5 separate regions of the Mus musculus genome follow, and all the other regions are linked to region 4. A link is a contact called in public HiChIP or PLAC-seq and promoter capture Hi-C data. All regions are on one chromosome and are shown on one strand. The core of a region is the stretch at or near the end of the contact, and the rest is flanking DNA. Distances in the headings are between cores, read along the strand shown. Region 1 holds the start of Tcf20 (transcription factor 20). Region 2 holds the start of Cyb5r3 (cytochrome b5 reductase 3). Region 3 has its middle 23 kb from the start of Nfam1. Region 4 holds the start of Septin3 (septin 3). Region 5 overlaps Nfam1 (Nfat activating molecule with ITAM motif 1).

Region 1 (2,700 bases), core at 30-2,529, 640 kb after region 4:
GCCACCTAGGCTAAGGGAGGAACTAAGTGTGACTCTGGCCTGGGGCAGGGGGCCAAAGAGCAAAACAGATGACCTGGGGCAAAGACTTGGAGGCAGGGGAGGTGCCTGAGCCTCCTATGGAATGAGGAGGGACTGGAAAAACTAGGGAAGAGGGGACTCCTCCCGCCATGCCGGCCTGTCTATCTCCAGCTCTTCACTGTAAAATAAATGGAAGAAGCACACACCAGACAAAAAAAAAAGGGAGGAACAAATAAAATCCCAAAACCGCCGCCCACCTTGGTGGGTCTGGGCCAAGGCCTTGGCCTGGGTCACTTGCCTCTGCTTTTCCCAGGAAACCACTGGTGCCAAATTTGCATTTACCACAAACAGAGACAACACAATGTCATAATCCTTCTCCTGTCATTCTCCCCTCTCTGCCTCCTCCCACCTCAGACACACACGCTAACACAAAATGACGGCTCCCTCGATAGACTGAATGAGCGAAGCTCTGGATCTGCCTCCTAATTGTTGGCGTTTCTCCTCGGCCTGTGCTCTATCTATGCCCGTCGCCCAACTCGCAGCAGACCACCCACTGCCCCCTCCTTTGTCCCGCATTACCACTGACAAATGGCCTGCTGGAGGTGGAAGAATATGTCAGGAAATAATAGGGGGAGTCAGCCCCTGCCCCCTCCTAAAGCTTTCTGCACCTCACTGCTGGGGTCCCGGCCACAGAGGGCGGCTGGACCAGAGGGGACAGAGACAGTAACAAGGATCTGGCCCCTGAGATCCTGACCCGGGGCCTTGCCCTTCACGCCCCTGCTGCTGCGGCTGCACTCGACCAACAGCCCCGACCACCCCTCCTCTCGCGGCCGCCCTCCTGGGCACTGCTCTGAGCATCCCCCGCGCTCCCCTCCCTCCATCGCTCTTTATGGCAGTTTCAAAGCTGCAGCCGCCACTCGAGCAGCTGCGGCCTTTGATGGGGACAAGGCAGTGAAGGCCGCCCAGGAGGCCTCTGCCTGGACTGTCCCTGGCCCGGTGGCCCCTGCACGCCCCCGGGGAGCCTGGGGCAGGCGCGGCGCAGCGCCCAGCGGGCACGCCTCACACGCCAGAGCAAACTTTCGCGACCGTGGGAGAGGCCCCGCGCACCGTTACCTTTGCAGCTGCATCCTCCCCTGGCACTTGCCCCCAAACCCCTTGACAGCCCACAGCATGCAGGCCGGCAGGAAAACAACCCCCCGCGGAGGCAGGGAGGAAGGGAAAGCGAGAAACCGGGAAGAAAAAGGAAAGGGGGCAGTTTCTCCTCTCAGTCTCAGCCTCTTCACAGCTCCTCCTGCCCAAGCAAGCAAGTGAAGTCACAGGGCCGGGGCGGTGACATCAGCTGAGCCTCTGACATCACGGCCCCTGCCGGATCACACCTCTGCAGGGTGGAGATGGAGGAGCAGCAGGGAGGAGGAATGGGTGAGGGAGAGGAGTACCAGATCCCTCCTTCGCCCTTAACTGCAGAGAGCTAGTGCCAGTGTTGGGGGGGGGGGGGGTAAGGGGAGGGGCGTGTGGCTCATCTCTAAAGAATACGTTTTATCTCTATAGATAGGGGCGATTATGTGTCTATTTATAATTGGCCCCAGAGTGGATGGCTTAAAAAGAGCCAATGCCCACCGCAGGTGGGGAATCAAAGCTTAGATCAAGGGCTGAAGGTAAGAATGCCTACTTACTCACAGTATGGCTACTGTGCACTGGTGACTGGCATCTGCACCTGGATAGTGCTCACAAAGGCCAAAGAGGATTCCATTGTACCTGGTGAGCTCAGAGAGGGGAGAACCTTCCTGAGACTACACAGCAGGAAGACAGCCACACTTGGGAGCCAGGAGTCACTAAGGAGGCAGAGAGGGCTAGCACAGAGGCTGGAGAGCCAGCTGGGCAGCCTTTAGCATCTTGAGATTTCCCAGGCTATTGGGGGGTGGCAGGCATACCTAGGACAACACACACTCACACAAAGTGGGCGTCAGTAGCAGGAGAGAGCAGTTCCAAGCTCCCCAGTCAGGGATGGCAGCAGAAGGGAGGTTGTCCTCCAACTGCACCTCTGCCTCTTACTGTCCAAGTAGGTGGACTAGCTCCGAGCAATTAAGCCCCTACTATGTACAGACCTACTACTAGGTAAATCACAGTCCCTCTATTCAACCCCATGACAATGCCTGAGAAGTAAGTACCCTTCTTCACATTCAGAAAGGAAGACTAAGGGCCAGAAAGTGGCCCCCAGGGGCTCCAGCCCCTGGTACAGGGAACCACAGTCCTGTCTCTGGCTTACAGCGTCATGGACATCATGTCATCATCGTGAACCTCCCGCTTAGGCAAGCCTTAGCCTACTGAGGCCTCCACTGTCCAAATGTCTACTTCTGCTCCTTTTTGGCAGTAGCCCCAATAGAACCCTGCAGGCCCGGTCCACCAACTCCAGAACAGCTCCATACCCTGTGCCACAGGACATCTGGGATGCCTGCTGGGTACTCTCGGCACACATAGGCATCTGAGCTTCTTTGATGATGTTTGGTGACAGCCTACTGAGTGTCAGGTCCCAAGCCCCAATTACCTTCTTCTTAACATCTAAAAACTATTTCCATTCCTCCTGACATTTCTCGAATCCTGGAACCAGTGTGCCTGCTGTGTTCACCAGTGTGGCCACTGTGCTCTTTGTACCAACCCTTCCCTACGCAAGGGCATGCACGG
Region 2 (2,700 bases), core at 96-2,595, 900 kb after region 4:
AGGGGGAAGATAAGGGATCATGGGCAGTCTCTGGGAAAACTGGTCAGAATGTCATTATGGGGTGTTGTCACTCTGGGGTTTGTTTTGTTTTTTTTTGCCTTGGGCCAGAATGCTCCTTAGATGGTCCATACTGGACTGGTCACTCTCGCAAGAGCAAATGCCATGGCAAGAAGGCTGTCTTCACTAGGAGCCCTGAATCTTGCAGAGAGGAGAGAGGGCACCCTCCAAGACAGGCGCTGGCCTATTCTTGTCATACCCAAAGAGCTGGACACCTCAAGGGTATGTTTGTGTAACTGAGACTGGTCACAGTTCACATGGATGCTCTTAAGAAATCAGGGAGGAGCTGGACGGTGGTGGCCCACACCTTTAATCTGGCACTGGAGAGGCAGAGGCAAGTGGATCTCTGTGAGTTTGAGGGCAGCCTGGTCTACAGTGCATTCCAGGGCTACATTGAGAAACCCTGTCTCAAAAAAGAAAAAAAAAAAGAAAAAAAAGGAAATGAGGAGAGTGAGCTCTAGGATTGTGGAAGGGGCCTTGGTCGATCCAGTAACAGTGAGAGAGCAGATTTATAGACGTTAGACGGTCCCAGCATCCTCAGTGCCCTGGGCTGATGGCCAAGTCTAAGTGACACTTCTTTAGTGACAGTGCAGCTCTGTGAGTAACAAGAATGGCCAGGGCTTTTCTAGGTGACAGCTGGAAAGATCCTGGCCAACTACTGCCTTGTTTATGGCAAGAAGATGCACCCAACCCCTGTAGGGACACCCTACACATTTCTCCCATACACACACGCACCCCAAAGTACTCTTCCTGCCAGCTCACTCGTGTCCACTATTCAGGCCTGCATGTCTTCACACCCACACTCTCATTTCTCACACACGCCGCTGTCGGTTCCTCCACGCACACACCAGTGCACCTACGGTTCACACTTCACGTTCCCATTTACAAAAACCCTCGCACCTTTCACATCCCCCACGGGCGCAGGCACTTCAACTTTCTCACACTCACAAGTCACGCCCACTCAGGCGGGCGCGCACGTCACTCATTCCCTATTCTCATTCGCGCACACCCAACAGGGTCCTCAATGTCCACCCCGCGCTCGGGGCTCCCCCTTGGCCTGAGGCCGGGCCAGAGTGGCGCGGCCACTAGCCAGGGCGTGAGTCACGGTCTGCAAGGGGCCGGGTGGGGCGCGGGGCTCGTGAACCGGTGCTGGGCGCCCCGGATCGTACGGTATCCCCACGGTGCAAGCCTGGGGACCCCAGACCCATGCCGCCTACCGTGCTCAGCTGGGCCCCCATGGTGGCGAAGAAGAGACGGTGGCCTCACGCACGGTTCTACACCCGCTACTCAGCCGGCCGCTCCCCCAACAACCCGCCTCGGTCTCAACACCTCGGAGGCGGGGACGCCCTGCGGAGCCAGTCAGGAGCGCGGAGGTGGGCGGATAGGGGGCGGAGACTCCCAGTGTCCCCGCCCACTTCCGCTTGTGAAGACGGGAGTGCGCGCTGAGTGGCTGACGGCGCTGCACGGAAGAGGCTCGGCGAGAGACTGGCTACTGTGGCGCCTCTGTGTGGCTTCGGGAGGTAGCTTGTGGCTTCTGGGCCTGTTTTGTCCTGGTGAAGAGAACAAGATGTCGCCCCCGTGATGGGCTCTCAAATCCTGAGCCTTCGGTCCTGGGAGCCTGCCGGAGCTGATTGTGCTGGCCAGGGCTCTACCCGCTCACGGGGCGTGTTGCCAACACCGCTGGCTACAGAGTTCAGGCTACAGCCCTGCCCTGCCCCATTTTCAAGCCTGCGAACCAGTCGTTCCTTCCTGAACAAATCTCCAAACGTACTGAGGCCAGTTCCGGATTAAAGTTCAGGTGTCACCTCTTTAGCTAGGCCAGCTCTGGCCCTGTGCTCCCTCCAAGGGACGCCACTAGTGCAGAACGGTCTTTGTAGCGCTTCAGTTATCCTGCCTGTTTATTCACGATGCTCTGCGCCCACGTACCCATTCCACTAGATGGTGGGGCTTCCCCAAGCCAGGAGTCTGCAGTCAGTTCTCTGTGTACCCGGACCTCAGAACAGAGCCTATCACATACTCTATAAACACTCGTATGTCCCTGGCATTCCGGAGTTTTCTTCAACCTGGTCCTGGCCAGATAGGGAATGGAAGACTGCTCTGAGAGCGGCAGAGTGAGGAAGAGACTTGCTGCCTAAAAATTGAGAACTATTAACCAAACTCTTCAATACCGGAACACTTGATGACCCAAGCGTTCAATACCGGAAGAGGCAGGTGGATCTGTGAGTGTTCCAGGCTACACGGTGAGACTGCTAGTTACTTTTCTGTTGCTGTGGTAAAACACCATGACCGAAGGCAACTTTAGGGAAGATGGAGTTTATTGTGTCTCACAGTTCCAGGAGGATAAGAGCCCATTATAGCTGGAAGGCATGGCCGGCCACAAGCAGCAGGAAAACCTGGCTCGGGGAGAAGGATGCTGAGAGATAACACTGTACCTTAAGTGGGAACCTGAGAGAGAGCTGGAAGTGGGGCCAGGCTATAGGCTCTCAAAGCCACCCCAGGCACATTTCTTCATCCAGCAAGACCACACACCTCCGTACCTCCCCACAAACCATCACAAATTGGGGACTAAACGTTCAAATACACGTGCCTATGAGGGCCATTTCTTATTCAAACCACCACAGAGACCCTGTCTCAAATAAATAA
Region 3 (2,700 bases), core at 54-2,553, 790 kb after region 4:
ATGAAAGGCCCCGACTTTGCCGCCTTTCTATGTCTACTGTACTGAGACCCAAAAGAAGGGAAATCGTTTTAGATGTGAGACTGGATTAAAATTCAAGTTCAAAAGCATGCAGGCTGGACCCGGGAGGTGGCAAAAGATGAGAGGCTCCATCCAGGCCATCCTCAGCCACACAGTGAGTTCAAGGTCACCCCAGACTACAGGAGGAGCATTTGTCTCAATAAACGCACACAGAGAGCTAACCAGAACACCACAGCTGTCATCTGTGCTGCTGAGCCTGATCAGGATGCTAAAGACCTCTCAGAAGAACGGGGTCCAGGATAGGCCCAGGATAGCCCCGAGGATGCCTGGGCATTTCTGCCTCTGCCTCTGCCTCTGTTTCATTGTCATATATACAGAAGTATGCACAAGCAGCCCCAAACTGCCCCTGCTGTGCTGAAGATGAAAGCAAGCAATATACTCTACACTACTTTTTTTTTTTTGGTGGTGGTGGTGGGAGGGAGGGGGAGGGGGAGGGGAACAGGAGAAAGGAGGGGGGCTGGGAAGGGAGGGGGCGAAGGATGGAGAAAGAGAAGGGAGGGAGGGTGAGATCCTGTGAAGGACAAAATACTTTCAGGAATCAATTCTCTCCTCCTGTCATGAGGGTGGGCTCATATTTAGGTCCTCTAGCTCGGCATGGGCCGCAAGACCCTTTGTCCATTGAGCCATCTCGCCAGCCCCTAGACCACTGCAGCTTCCCTCTCTCGCTGGCGTCCTCTCTTTCCGTTTTTAAAAGCCATTCTACTTAAGCATCAAGTAGAAATGTAGTTTTGTAAAGGGACCGATCTTCTCTTTCAAGCCAAATGAGGGTGCCCCCCCCCCCATACCCACCCTCCTCTCATCTCACGGCTCGGTTCTTGCTCTAGGGCTCTAGGAGGCCCGATCTGTTCAGCAGCTCTGATTGATAACACAAATCACCCCGGAGGCTCTGAGGAAGGGACTTGGATGTCAGCTGGAGGTGCAGTGGGAGTCACGGCCCTGCCCCCACATCGTTTATTCTTTCACCGCATGGCAAGCTCCGAAGGACCGGAGCAATTCCACCAGCTCTCAGAATTGGCACACCGCGAGCCTCCTCTCCCCGGACCACCGCGCTGCCATAAATAGACACCACGTGGCCTCCTTTTATGATAAGGTTAGGGGGAAACGAGTGCGTGGGGAGAGGCCGGCGGGAGAGTGGCAGCTCCGAGTCACAGGGATAAAGCCTGCGCAGCACTGCTCTTCTTGCCTGGGGCGGGATCAAAAGCGGGAGCCGAGTGGCAGCCGCTGGGCTCCCCAGGCGCTTCCTTTGGTGGTTCCCTGACTCCCAGCAGCGGTTCCTGCCCTCAGCCATCTTCATCACTCCTGCTGGGGCTGCAGGCGCCCTGCCTTGCCAGGCTTTGTGGCTCCCCCGGCTCATTTTCTGATAGAGCTGTCAGTTTTTATTGCTGATAGGAGAAATCATGCTCTCTCTTAGCTGAATGTTAATTGGCCTTTTCCTCTCTCATTCTGTGAGAACATGTAGTCCCCTTGTCTATTCACCCCTCCCCACCCCCCAAAGGTAGAAGCAGCATTCTGGAAAGACAAGGAAGGTGGTTCTTGCTAAATTGCTAATTGTTAATTCAGAGGTTAAGAAAAAGCTAAATGGGGGGCGGGGAGGGCGGAGCTATAACCATACTTCTGAAGTCTCCATGAGCCTAGTGTGGACTATATATATTCTCATTGGCTATAGAGGGCCCAAGAATCAATAGGGGGATGGGTAAAGTCAAATGTGGAGGGGCTAGGCACCAAGCCAGCCCCGGTTGCTGCAGAGATAGAGCCAGAGACACCTGACAAACTGATGGGTCAGTACAGCTGTGACTGTAGCAGCGACAGAGGTAAATAGCCAGTAAAGACAAAGTTAGAAACTCAGCCTTGAGAACAGCCAGGAACTAGCTGGCAGGAGGCTGCAGTAGGGATGTCCCAGTTAGGAAAGGCGGTGCAAGTCATAGATGCCGCAAAACAGGGCAGTGAACTGGAGACGTTTGATATGACAGCCCAGCACAGGGTTGTTGCCCTACAATTCTCTTGTACTTAAAAAGTAAACTGGTGGGCTGGAGAGATGGCGCCGGGGTTAAGAATGCGGGGTGTTCTTAACAGAAGACCGTTTGATTCCCGGCACCCACATGGCTCCCAGCCACCTGTAACTCCCATTTCAGGGGCTCTGACGCCCTCTTCTGGCCTCTGTTAGCACTGCATGCATGTAACGCATAAACATACATGCAGGCAAAATACCCATACACATAATTTTTTTTAATTAAGTGAACAAACCAGGGGGCAGCAATACCTGTAATCCCATCATTTTGGAGACTGAGACTGAGTGACAAGTCTGAGACCAGTGTGACTCCCCTTCTCATAAAGGAAAGGAAGAGGGAGCCGGGAATAGCCTTATGAAGATTTAACTGTAAAACGTGACTACTTAAAGTATACAATTTAATTTTTTTTTAAGTACATTTACAAAGCTGTGTGCCCACAGCCAACTCCAGAACATTCTACAGGGAAGTTTTCTGAGAACAGCTTTGATAAGGACGGGGCATGATGAAATGGCAACAATGTCTCTTGTCAGTTTGTCAGCAGAGCCCAGCGAGGCTGGAGAGTGAGGGGGAGTGAGCCAAGGACAGGAGATGTAGCACAGCAGGGAGGGTGAAC
Region 4 (2,700 bases), core at 21-2,520:
CTTTGTCTTTAACAAATGGTAAACTTTTACGTGTACCAAAGAATTATTTTAAAATAAATTTCTTTTTTTCAAATTAATGTTATCTATTTGGTGTTATTCTGTTTTGTTGTTTCTGTGGCTCTGGGGACTGAACTCAGAGTTTTATGCACGTCAGCCGGGAGCTCTGTCACTATACCAATCCCCAGGCAAAATGGATCAATTCCTTTGAATTATTCTCAGTAAGTACTCGATGTATAGGACTGTATTCTATACCTATATACATGACGCTGAGTACAAATGTCTCGGCTACAGCGGCTGCAGATAGAAAAAATGACAAGAGGTTTGCTCAGAGATGGTCAGTCAACCCTGGAGGGAAAGGAGGCAGACCAGCAGGCGAAAGACAGAGATGGATGGGACGCGGGTCTTGCTCTGAAAGGAGGGAGGCGGGGTGGATTCTAGATCTTCAGGCTGGAAGAAATCACTTCAGGGCATCTAATCTCTAACTGAGAAGACAGCTGAGAACTAGGAGGGTTTTGTTATTGTTGTTAGGTTTGGTTTTTTTGTTTGCTTGTTTTTTTCCGGGACAGGATTTCTGTGTAAAGCCCTGGCTGTTCTGGAACTTACTGATACCGGCCTCTACCTCCTAGTGCTGGGATTAAAAGTGTGTGCCACCACCTCCTGGCCTATTGGACAGGAGTCTTATAATGAGTGGTCAGGCAAGGAGAACCCAGGGCCCCTGACTTCAGCCCCACCCAGCTGCTTGATCTCCAGGAGGTAATAAGGCAGTGTAGGCCCTACAGAGCCGGCTCCCCAGGGTGTCCAGGCTGATTTTGCCACCTCTTTCTTTTCTCAGGGCCTCAAAACATGTAGGGAGGGGAAAGAACTCAGACAGCGCCCCTCCCCCTCCACTGTGATTGCTTGCAGGTTGCCTGGTAACCAGGGCATAGCCAGCTATGGCAACCTAAGGCTCAGAGGGATGAGAATGGGATGAGAAGAGAAGAGGATCCTGGGCCCACACGTTCATCATTCAGTCACTGTGAGAAACATGCTGAGTGATTCTTGTTAGGCCCTGGGACCCAGAGAAGGATAAGATCTGCGTCTTTCAGGACTTTGCTGTCCAATATGGTAGATGGACATTCAAATGAAATAAAATTGAAAAAAAAAATCCAGGTCCTTGGTCATCATAGAATAGTGGTAAGTGCTCGGGAGCCGCCTGTGGCTGGTGGCTATTTTATTGGACAGTGGACACATAGAACATTTCCATTATCACAGAAAGTTCTATTGGCCGGCCAGAAGCTCACTCGCCAAGGCGAGCAGCTCACAGGAAAGCAGGCCAGAGCCCCCAGTGTTGTGGGGTATGGCAGAAAGGAAGTGGCAAGATGATGGGTCGAGGACATGCCAAGAGAACGTTGGGCTTGGCTCCTGGCTCAGAGTGAGTGTTTAGGGCACGTCTGTGGCCTGCACTCTGTGGCTGAGATGCTGTGCCCATCTGCTTACGGGCCTGGCTTTGGCAGAAGACTCTGAGTTTCTCCAGCCTGGCTCAGTCCCTGGCACAGAGTAAGTACCCAGCCAATGGCGTCTCTTCCCACCACGGTCCTTCTCATACTATCATGTGACAGAGCAGCCTGGTGCTGGGGAACCCAGGAAAAGGTTCTTAGCCCAGTGGCCACAGGCTGCTGAGGATCTGCCTCACCAGAGACAGCTGGGGTAGGTCTGTGGATTTCTTTGAGGTCTGGCCCGGGGCTGGCTAGCTTCATACCCCGAGTCTTACTTAGCAGAGGATCTGTCTGAAGCAGGATGGGTCTCAGAGAATGGATTTGAAGGGTACAGTTGTATACACAGAAATCCCAACATGAAGCACAACCGCAGGAGCATGGACACAGATGGCCCTGGGGTCAGCAAAGTCTTAGGTGGTTGCAGAGGGAAAGTGGGAGGGCATGAGACAAACAGGGACATCACCGTTGGAGTAGCTCAGTTCTCTCTTACTGGTGACACTTCTCAAGGGTCCAGTCTTGGAGACAAGGACACATGGGTTATGTGCCATCCCCTCCCTAGGTGGCTCTGCGCGTATAGGGCAGCTCAGCTGGCTGACGCCCATAGCTCTGTAGGATTCCAGAGACTCAGAGCAGCCATTCACTGCCACCCACTCTCAAGAGGCCAGAGCCTCCCTGCCCGGAGCCCAGTCCAGCGAGAGGGACAGGTCAGGGGAGAACTGGGCCCTCAGCTAGTGGACTATGATCAGGAGGCTTAGTGAAAGCTCAAGAGAGGACCCAGAGAAGAGAGGTCTCTGAGCCCGGCCACATGGCTAGCCTCTGGGTGCAGAGGAGTGGGTGGGGTCTGCAAGAGGTCAGCTTCCTTGACTGAAAACCACCGGCTTCTTTTCTGTCTTCTGATCCAGGTAGGTGTGCCTGCCTGTTTGTGTGTGTGTGTGTGTGTGTGTGTGTGTGTGGGTATGTGGGGAGGGTAGAACCAAGGTGTTCACAGGACACGGGGCTCACTGAGGAGGCAAGGATCTAGTGACACAAGAACAAGGTGACCTCAGGAGTTCTGGTCCTTGGGTCTGTGGCTAAGCGAAGGGTGAACACGGTGTGCCCAGGTGCATGTGGTGGGAACAGTGGGCAAGAGAGGTCAGGGCGGCAGGGATATGCCTAATGGAGAAGAGGCAGAGAGGCTGGACAGTTGAGAGAAATACATGGCCAGAGATGATAGGCTAAAGCCATC
Region 5 (2,700 bases), core at 121-2,620, 740 kb after region 4:
AAAGAAAGCGAAGCAGACACGGTTAGGAGGAGAAATACATAAATCCACAGTCTCGCCGGCAGAGAACTCACTTCTTTTAACAGCCAATAAGATAGACAAAGAAAATCAATAGGGATCGACAAGGGTACAGAATATTTTAGCAACATGATCAGCAAACTGGCTCTCATGGACGTATAAGGGATCCTCACTGGAAACGGATAAAACGGATGTTTCCCAAGTATGCGCAGAGCATCAGGGAAAACAACCAACAAGTCAGAGTTCAGAAAAGTCCGAATATATGTACATACAAATGATAGTCAGAGATAAGGAAGACTATAGAACAATAAATCGAGGGCCAAGTGAAACGGCTGAGGAGAGAAAATACAGGAGCCAATCACTGAGCCTGAGGCGCTCAGTCAGACCCCAAAGCCCACAGAGTGGGAGAGATCCAACTTCCATAAGTTTTCCCCTGCCCTCCCCAAATGCCCTTTGGGGCAAGCACACACTCTCCCTAAGACTAATCTCCCTAAGACAAAAAGTTAATATATTTTTAAAAGAGTTGTTTATTTTTATGTGCCTTGGCATTTTGCCTGCATGTATCTCTGTACGAGGGTGCCAGATCCTCTGCAACTGGAGTTGCAGACAGCTGCAGTGAGCTGCCTTGCAAGTGCTGCAAATCGAACCCAGGTCCTCTGGAAGAGCAGCCGGCACCCTTAACTGCCACCTTGCCAGGCCTCAGACAAGTGTTTTTTTAACTAAGCAAATTATTAAAAAACAAAACAGAACACTAGTGAAACAATTAAAAATTCTCTGTGGAGTCAGGGGAGAGGCCCATGCCTTTAATCCCAGCACTCAGGAGGCAGAGGCAGGTGGATTTCTGAGTTTGAGGCCAGCCTGGTCTACAAAGTGAGTTCTAGGACAGCCAGGGCTACACAGAGAAACCCTATCTCGAAACCCTCACCCCCCCCAAAAAATCAAATAGATCATTTTTTTCTTAATTGTGCCGTTCTAAAGTTTTTGAAGTACAGTTGGACAGTAAAGTTCAAGCTTGTGATTCCAGTACTCTAGAGGTGGAGACGAGAGGGTTAGGAGTTCAAGGTCAGCCTGGGCAACAGGTGTTCAAACAAAAACCTCAAAATAAAAGCAGTATCAGGACTGAGGGTGCTGATCAGTGGTGCGGCACTTCCTCCTTGCCTAGCGTGTACAAGACCTTGGAATTTATTCTCAGAAGAGAGAGAAAATGGAGAGGGGAGGGAGGGAGGGGGAGGGAGAGATTGATTGAAAGAGAGAGATTGATTTTCACGTGTAGCAGCTAACACCATCATCTCTCATAGCGTTGAGGTTGAGTCACTGGGAAGGAAGAGAGAATGTGGGGGAGTCTGGGGTGGCATACGCTGCAACAGCTGGCGGGAAGTCCCCGGGGAGGAGCAACTGAGGGCCCTTTGAGAACTGTCCTGTTCTTAGAGCTGTCAATGCTGCCCCCAGAGAAACATTCCTTGGCCTCATTGCCACCCACCCCACCCTCGGTGAACATAGCCGAATTCTGATCTTGCTCTGGGTGGGGTTTTGTGGCGAGATCTCTCGTGATGACTGGCAAGCACCTTCAGACTATGGACTTGGCTACCCAACAGGCCAGGCCTAGAGCCAGGAGCCTGGCGGTTATGGCTGACAGTGGAAGCAAAGCCTTCCCTTTCTCTACATTGAAGGTACACTACTCACAAACTGTAAGCAACACAGCGCACAGGGACAGTCTTTTGTCCAGGTGACCAGGCAGCCACAGCCTCTTCAGGCCCTTCCCCTGTAACTGTGAGAACTGTATAGCTGTGTAGGGGGTGGGGGTGGAGAATACATGTGACACGCACAATCCCGTGTGGAGTGCTGCTGTGACAGAGGGGTAAATGAGGAAGGGAGTGGGTGGATGAGCAAAAACCCAAGGGTGTGGCACGGCGCCTGGCCCTTTCCTCTTTTCGTGACTTTTCCTGTTTCTGCTTCAAGGTAGCTTGTGCAATAGAAGGAGGAAGAGACTTGCATGCTGGGTTGGAGGATAATCTGGTCAGATGAAGGAAGTTTCTTCATCCTTGCCAGCATTTGCTTGGCTGCCTCATGTTCCTGAAGGGGCCCACACATCGCCTCTCCTTTCACCTTTGTAGCAATATCTAATTTGGTTAGATGTTGGAAACACACCCCTTTAATCCCAGCATTCTGGAGGCAGAGGCAGGCGGATTTCTGAGGTGGGTCTGGTCTTCAAAGTGAGTTCTGGAACAACCAGACACAGAGAAATCCAGTCTGAGGGAAAAAAAAGCAACAACAACAAAACACACACACAGACAGACAGAGAGACAGAGATAGACAAATACAGACAGACAGAGACACACAGAGAGATACACAGAGAGACCGAGCGAGACAGAGAGGCAGACAGAGAGTCAGAGACAGAGAGAGACAGAAAGATATCTAATCTGTAGAATTATTGTGTCCATTTTGCAGATTAGGAGCTTGAGACACAAAAATACCTCACAGCTAGTCAGGTGCCGGGTCAAGTCTGAGAGAGGCAGAAGGACCCTGGGACTCACCGTGTAGACAGATTCTGCTGGAGGCTTTGTGGTTCCGACGGTGGATTTGAGACCAGAACAAGTCTTAGCAGTGTGCTTGCCCAGAACTGATATCTGTTTCTGTGGGGAGAAGGGAGTCAAGGCTGTCAAGGCTGAGGAGAAATAGCTCTCC

The links. Promoter capture Hi-C pulls out the DNA fragments that hold promoters and counts their contacts. HiChIP or PLAC-seq counts read pairs in DNA pulled down with a chosen protein or histone mark.
Region 1: a promoter capture Hi-C map of embryonic stem cells shows a contact between it and region 4, with 5 times the contacts expected there. The contact joins the promoter of Tcf20 here to the promoter of Septin3 in region 4. A contact is called at or near these places in 11 of 39 promoter capture datasets (3T3-L1-derived adipocytes, the C10 cell line, the HPC-7 cell line and 8 more), 4 of 484 Hi-C or Micro-C datasets (the G1E-ER4 cell line, the HPC-7 cell line, cerebellum and 1 more), 10 of 115 datasets of contacts at active chromatin or transcription factors (astrocytes, differentiating embryonic stem cells, embryonic forebrain and 3 more) and 1 of 9 other capture datasets (embryonic stem cells).
Region 2: a contact with region 4 is called in a promoter capture Hi-C map of the HPC-7 cell line, with 7 times the contacts expected there. The contact joins the promoter of Cyb5r3 here to the promoter of Septin3 in region 4. A contact is called at or near these places in 8 of 39 promoter capture datasets (the C10 cell line, the HPC-7 cell line, cranial neural crest and 5 more), 5 of 115 datasets of contacts at active chromatin or transcription factors (embryonic forebrain, embryonic hindbrain, embryonic stem cells and 2 more) and 1 of 9 other capture datasets (embryonic stem cells).
Region 3: a contact with region 4 is called in an H3K4me3 HiChIP or PLAC-seq map of forebrain, with 5 times the contacts expected there. The contact joins the enhancer-like site here to the promoter of Septin3 in region 4. A contact is called at or near these places in 20 of 39 promoter capture datasets (the 3T3-L1 cell line, the C10 cell line, the HPC-7 cell line and 11 more), 2 of 15 datasets of contacts at CTCF or cohesin (embryonic stem cells and large pre-B cells), 43 of 484 Hi-C or Micro-C datasets (B cells, the G1E-ER4 cell line, the HPC-7 cell line and 10 more), 15 of 115 datasets of contacts at active chromatin or transcription factors (craniofacial prominence, differentiating embryonic stem cells, embryonic forebrain and 6 more) and 1 of 9 other capture datasets (embryonic stem cells).
Region 5: a contact with region 4 is called in a promoter capture Hi-C map of hematopoietic stem and progenitor cells, with 3 times the contacts expected there. The contact joins the enhancer-like site here to the promoter of Septin3 in region 4. A contact is called at or near these places in 8 of 39 promoter capture datasets (3T3-L1-derived adipocytes, embryonic stem cells, hematopoietic stem and progenitor cells and 5 more), 4 of 115 datasets of contacts at active chromatin or transcription factors (embryonic forebrain, embryonic stem cells, neural tube and 1 more) and 1 of 9 other capture datasets (embryonic stem cells).

What each region holds. Positions count from the first base shown.
Region 1 is chr15:82,910,855-82,913,554 of GRCm38.p6, forward strand. It overlaps Tcf20 (transcription factor 20), which reads right to left and starts at 1,280. Exons shown (of 5, transcript NM_013836.3): 1 at 1,132-1,280.
Region 2 is chr15:83,170,838-83,173,537 of GRCm38.p6, forward strand. It overlaps Cyb5r3 (cytochrome b5 reductase 3), which reads right to left and starts at 1,346. Exons shown (of 9, transcript NM_029787.3): 1 at 1,275-1,346. The coding sequence starts at 1,295.
Region 3 is chr15:83,055,523-83,058,222 of GRCm38.p6, forward strand. No RefSeq gene overlaps it. Among named protein-coding and RNA genes, the nearest start is that of Nfam1, 23 kb to the left of the region's middle. Within about 2 kb of position 1,304, at least 89 of the 459 cell types and tissues checked have an H3K27ac peak or open chromatin away from gene starts, as enhancers often do. A contact at or near this core is called in cortical neurons, differentiating embryonic stem cells, embryonic forebrain and 4 more, where this site is marked.
Region 4 is chr15:82,267,532-82,270,231 of GRCm38.p6, forward strand. It overlaps Septin3 (septin 3), which reads left to right and starts at 1,271. Exons shown (of 12, transcript NM_001368785.1): 1 at 1,271-1,536. All of the region lies in intron 2 of Gm52180 (a long non-coding RNA gene), which reads right to left.
Region 5 is chr15:83,007,826-83,010,525 of GRCm38.p6, forward strand. Nfam1 (Nfat activating molecule with ITAM motif 1) reads right to left here. Exons shown (of 6, transcript NM_001271411.1): 4 at 2,550-2,648. Among named protein-coding and RNA genes, the nearest start is that of Gm32620, 24 kb to the right of the region's middle. Within about 2 kb of position 1,371, at least 137 of the 459 cell types and tissues checked have an H3K27ac peak or open chromatin away from gene starts, as enhancers often do. A contact at or near this core is called in hematopoietic stem and progenitor cells, where this site is marked.